2 separate regions of the Mus musculus genome follow, and region 2 is linked to region 1. A link is a contact called in public HiChIP or PLAC-seq data. All regions are on one chromosome and are shown on one strand. Each heading gives the region's core, a stretch centred on a gene start, on an enhancer-like site or on the middle of the called end of the contact. The rest is flanking DNA. Distances are from core to core; before and after follow the strand shown.

The links. HiChIP or PLAC-seq counts read pairs in DNA pulled down with a chosen protein or histone mark.
Region 2: an H3K4me3 HiChIP or PLAC-seq map of the SCID.adh cell line shows a contact between it and region 1, with 8 read pairs. The contact joins two enhancer-like sites. A contact is called at or near these places in 6 of 484 Hi-C or Micro-C datasets (CD8 T cells, cerebral cortex, double positive thymocytes and 3 more), 5 of 115 datasets of contacts at active chromatin or transcription factors (the SCID.adh cell line, bone marrow-derived macrophages, double positive thymocytes and 2 more) and 1 of 9 other capture datasets (embryonic stem cells).

The regions. Positions count from the first base shown.
Region 1 is chr14:64,219,400-64,222,230 of GRCm38.p6, forward strand. The region is part of intron 4 of Msra (methionine sulfoxide reductase A); the gene reads right to left. It overlaps Gm52132 (a long non-coding RNA gene), which reads left to right. Exons shown (of 3, transcript XR_003951180.1): 1 at 1-1,841. Among named protein-coding and RNA genes, the nearest start is that of Gm52132, 4.9 kb to the left of the region's middle. Within about 2 kb of position 1,327, at least 7 of the 459 cell types and tissues checked have an H3K27ac peak or open chromatin away from gene starts, as enhancers often do. A contact at or near this core is called in the SCID.adh cell line, where this site is marked.
Region 2 is chr14:64,322,725-64,325,511 of GRCm38.p6, forward strand. The region is part of intron 1 of Msra (methionine sulfoxide reductase A); the gene reads right to left. Among named protein-coding and RNA genes, the nearest start is that of Gm52131, 10 kb to the left of the region's middle. Within about 2 kb of position 1,312, at least 79 of the 459 cell types and tissues checked have an H3K27ac peak or open chromatin away from gene starts, as enhancers often do. A contact at or near this core is called in the SCID.adh cell line, where this site is marked.

The DNA of each region.
Region 1 (2,831 bases), core at 77-2,576:
GGCATTTTTTTTACAATGGGTTAGTTTGCTCAATTTTTATTTATATTTAATTTATGTGTAGGAGTGTTTACCTTCATGTACACCTGGTGTCTGTATGGTGCCTTCAGCAACCAGAAGGTGTAGATCCTTTGCAGCTAGAGTTACAGATGGTTGTGAGACACCATGATGTACTGGGAATTGAACCTGGGTCCTTTGTAAGAGCAGCCAGTGCTCTAAACTGCTTAGTAATTACTCCAGCCCCCACAATGATTTATGATAAGCCAAAATTTTGAGAAGGACGAATTTATCAAACTTATTTTGCCTTTTTTTTGGTTATCACTTTTAGTGTCTTTTATAGGAATCACTTCCAGACCCCACACTATAGTGAAGTCATTCACCTGGAAGTCCTGCATATTTTACCTTTGCTCTTAGGTCTTAAATGTACAAGGTACTAATTTTTGTGCATGGCATGAGGCAGATTCTCCCTCCTAAGGATCTGGAAAGACAAAACAACAAACAAACAACAAAAAGGCGTCTTTATTAACTAAAAAGCCCTCTCCCCAGTAGTGGGCGAAGCGGGTGGTGTGGTAGCTCTGTCCTCCGGCACATCCACATCTTACTTTGCTCCCCTGCACTGTCTGTTTATCTTTCCCCACATCAAATGCACTGCAGCTTAACTGGTGAGGTTCACAATGAGTCAAGACTTGCAGAAGAAAAAAGTTCCTGTGTTCTTGTTGTTATATAAGAAAACATTTGCTTTTATAAATACATGGGAATCTTTTTTTTTTTTAAGTCTGAAGGAGAAGGGGGTGGAGGAGGAGAGAGCAAGAATAGCAACAGCACAGCAGCAGGACTGTAGGTTTTCACTGGGGTTTATACTAAATTTACAAAATAATCTAAGAGGAAGTCTAAGCGAAGTCCGTTCATTACTGGATCTTCCAGCTGCCCCATGGCTAAGTGAACACAATTAGAGATTCATTAACGACACTCACCCTCAAGGAACCTCTATCTGAAATTCTCAGGGATGAACCTAATCGTTTATCTTTTGCTCATGCAAAGTTCATTTAGTAAAAAGGGCTGCTAACCCCTCCTGCCCCCTGAGTGCCTAGGGGGCCTAGCTTGGTGGAGGCTGATGTCTCTTTGGTAGGTTGCTTCCCTACTCAAGTTGCTTCCCACTTTTAGAGCTCAGGGGCTAGGCTGGAGTTTTAGGAGTTAAGACTGGAAGTGGCAGATGTCTTTTTGCCATATTCCATTGGTCAGAACTCAGTCACTTGACCACTAGAAGAAGAGGAAATCCCAGAGAGCTGGGGAGAAGTGAGCATTCCTCAGTCATTCCCTTTGCTTCTCTCCTTAACTTAGGTCTGAAGGAGGATCCCTACCCATGCCAGTACAAGGCAGATTAGAGGCTGTAACAGAGTGTACATCGCTAACGGCAACACTTGTGAGTTTGACACCAGCATGTGCTACATGATAATGAGTTCCAGGTTGCCCTGGGCTACAGAGGGAGTAAGAAATGAATAAACAAGCAAAACACATAAAAACAAACAAAACTACAGTAGTTGCTCCAACACGCTGCAGTTTCTGAGTAGTGCACTGTTCAGTAGCGCATGTGCACCCAGTGAGTCTTTGTACAGACTCTTTCCCATGCTTTTCTCATTTATGAATACTAACTTGTGTTGCATACCAGTAGCCGTGTTTTTCTTTTCATCTGTCCAGGAAACACCCTGTTCGGTTTTCTCGGTTAATGCTGAACTGCTGAACCATGTGCTCTGGAATCCACTTGGTCATGGATCCTGTCTCAAGATGCCACCAATCTCAGTTGGCTAACAGCCCACTGGGGATTTCTGCAAACATTCTCCTAGGTGAGACTGTACTGTGATCTTGCTTTCTCCTGTGCTCAGATGTGGGTATCAAGATTCCGTTCTCTTCAGCCCTTGGAAGGCATCCCACAAGCCGGCAACTATTTCCCTAGTAAATGTTGGTAAAACTCATTGAAGCATGTGATCTTATCAAGTATGGATTCAGTTTCTCTAAGGATCCCAGGGTTGTTTCATTCTGTTGGGCCCTATTTTTTAAGGGGTTTATTTTCAATGTAACTTTTTGTCTCAAGTTCATTGCTGCAGGTGTCCTCTGAGTCTGGCAGTATGTCCAGTGTTTGTATTGAGATTCCATGTTTTTATTCTTCATACTGGGATTCTCGGCCCTGTTTTATTCTTTTGTTTGTTCTGTTGTTGTTGATCAACTATTCTAACAGTTAACCAGTTGAATATACATATAGGAAGTCTTGGCTTTCATGTCTCCTCTGCTGTGGTTTGAACTCCACATCATTGGTTTATGTTCTTAATGATCTCTTTCCTACCATTTGAGATTACTTTGTGGTTGGTTTTCTTGCATCTTGAGATGGATGCCCTTCTGTCTTCTCACAGATGGGTTTACGATCTGTTTAGCCATGCCCTGTGAACTTGGATATATATATAGTACCCTAATCATTGCCTAATTAAAGCATTTTCTAATTTTGTTCATGATTTAGCCTTAATAACTAGGTTTGCTAGTGATTTTTCTTGTCAGCACAGTGAGAAGCAACTTAAAGGGGATTTATTTTGGCTAATGGTTTGAGGGATATGGTGCCATGAAGTGGAGAAAGGCACAGTGGCAGAACTTTCGATTCTGCTTGCTTAGCTCACTGGACAGCAGGGAGCAGAGACTGGACGAGAAGCAGGATCCCACTGTAAGCCTCAAGACCTGCCCCACAGTGGGCCACTTCCTCCTCATAACCCTCACCTCCTAAAGGCCCCACAACCCCAAAACAGCACCACCAGCTGGGGGCCAAGTGTTTAAATATACGAGCTTGT
Region 2 (2,787 bases), core at 62-2,561, 100 kb after region 1:
GGGAGTGCACACGTTGTAGGATGGAAATTTCCTGACTTCATGAAATCTCTCCCCATTAACACAAGTAATTCCTAATGACTATCAAAATCAGATCGCCTTGGAGTAGGGGAGATAGTTTAGTTAGGAAAGCACCTGCCCTCCAAGCACAAGGCTCTGAGTTCAAATGGTCAGCATTTATATAAAGAAGCAAGCAAGCATGGTTGCACTCATCGGTAACACCAGTGCTGAGGAGGGGGGACAGGAAATCCTTGGAACACAATGGCCAGCCAGTCTAGTCAATCAGTGAATGGCAGGTTCTCTGACAGAGTCTGTCTCAAATGGCAATGTGGAAACCAATAGAAGAACATACCTATGTCATCATCTAGCCTCTACATGCACATGTGTGTGGCACATGTGCACACATGCTGCAAACTCACAGGCACCCACATATCCAATATTACATACATTGAAAAACAGATAATCTTGAGAGTATAAACTGCATTTAAAATTAAGCTACCTTATGGATTAAGATCTGTGTTTCAGCCAAAGGATTCAGTGAGATCCTTGTAAATGGAACAGTTGAAAATGCCAGCATACAGGAGTAAGTCAAGACCAGTCCCTTCCATACTAACATGTCTCAGTGTTTTATGACTTCTAAAGCACAATGTAGATTTTAATATGCATGGTAAACAGAAAAATCATACTTCTAATATTGTTTTGAAAAATATTTGTCTTCTAAGAGTGGTAGGGTCTGGGCTTTGCTGGTTCACATTGCTTTATGGCCCTGGTATATGGCTGATGCAAAGCTATTCACTTTCTCCCTGATAGTTGTTAGAGAGATCAGTTTGGGCATATTAAAATAACAGCTTCACAGCACAGTCGAGTCCTTGGAATGTAATTAAGGTGCATAGACCTCAGAGGCATCTTCTCCGCCAATCACCAGCCATATTATTTCCTGGGAGCCTAACCCAGCGCTTCCTGTGCACACTGAAGTCAGCTGCCACTAACGGTTGCACACAGCACTGTGCAGAGCAGGCAGTTCACAGTTCACTGACAGCCCAGAGCACTCTGCTGATCTTTTCTTTCTTCTCTGTGAACCTGTCAGCAGCCCAAGCAGGTAGCTACACTCTCGCTTGATGGCACATGGGTTGCATGGAGGTGGCACATGATGCTGTCAGCTGTCAGTCAGCAGCTGAGCAGGAGTGGCCGGGCGACTCCCCGCTCCCACCCCTTCCTCTCTGACAGTGATAAATGGTCAGCCTGGTACTCAGCTAAGCCAGAGGGGCCCAGTCTTCCCCATGCAATCTGTTCCGGCGGATAGCCCCTTCCCTACAGCGTCTCTGGCAGTATCAGGCAGCATTATACTTAGGTCTGGGCCGGAGAGGACCTCGTTGGCTCTGTGGCTGCTACTCTCCCATAGAAAAGGAATTTTGGCATGATTTTGTGCACAGACTATAGCGGTACAAACCTCATAGTAAACTCATCTGTGTTCATTCTCCTTTCACACAGGGAATAAAGCAGACACAACTAAAACAATGTGATTTTAAGAAAGACAAATTGTGGTGGTCTGAACTCAGTAGTGGCTTTGTACAGGATGGCCTCTGTTAAATGAAGAGGCACCGGGCTTCTGAAGTCATTGTCTGTTTCAGGAGATCATAAAGGAAGAAAAGACTCTAAGAATAAAGAGGTGGGACACTGGCAAGGTTCAGCACAGACTGGATCTGCAAGATAAGATACTGTTCCTTTGCTTATGGATAAGTATTAAATGCAGGGTTCATATAGAAAAAAGAGCATCAGCGGCATTCTGTTATAGAAAAAAAAAACAAAACAACCCTGTGAGATAAGAAGGCACCCTCATATGGAACAAGGGAGGGGAAGTATAGGAGAGTATGTATGACACACTGAGGTTTGCTTAAAAAACACACAACACACATGCACACGTGTGGGTGTACACACACACACACACACACACACGTATATGCACGCATGCATACACATGTACACGTGCAACAAACCATCCTATTAGTTTGGGGCTCTGTTCTTGGTGATATATTTCCTTTTTGGAAATACAAATACCAAACATTTCAACTGTTCACAGTTATCACCATGGTAAACACCATGTAGCCCTGGAGCCTGTTCCTAAGCTGAAAGCTGTTGAACTACTCGGGGCTCACAGACTGTACCCAGCCTTGTGACAAAGTCCCCAGATGACCCCCTTCTGAATCACAAAAGCAATTCTGCAAACAACTTTGAAACGGCAAGGGGTTGAGAACACCCTAAGAGACCTCAAGAAAAGAGGGGTGCTGTGTTTCCCCTTGAAAACTGTTGTGTGGCCTCCAGAGCATGTTTAAAAGAAGGAAATATTTTTAAAACACCAATCTCTCCAAATTCAAGACAGGACTTGGAGATGATTAAAAGCAAAACTGGAAATGTCTCTGGGTTTCTCTCTCTTTTATTTTAGGGGAGAACAGAGGGAGAACACGGTGCCTGTTTGAATTACTTCTCTGCCTGGCTACCTCTCCAATTTTCATCTTTTCCGTTTTTGTCATCACTGTTATTTTCCTCCACATCGTGGGGACACACTTCCTGGAAGTCTGGTGATTTTTAAAATTGGTTTGAACATTTCATACTTCCATCAAAAAATAAGTTTTATGATGAAGCTGTCAACTGAACAATATGTCAATATTTTTTTTTTTTTAAATCCAGGCCCTCAGGATGGCTCAGCAGGTAAGAGTGCTTGCTGGGCAAGTCTGGCACCCGGAGATCAATCCCTAGAACCTTTGTAAATGGGAGGGAGAGAACCAAATC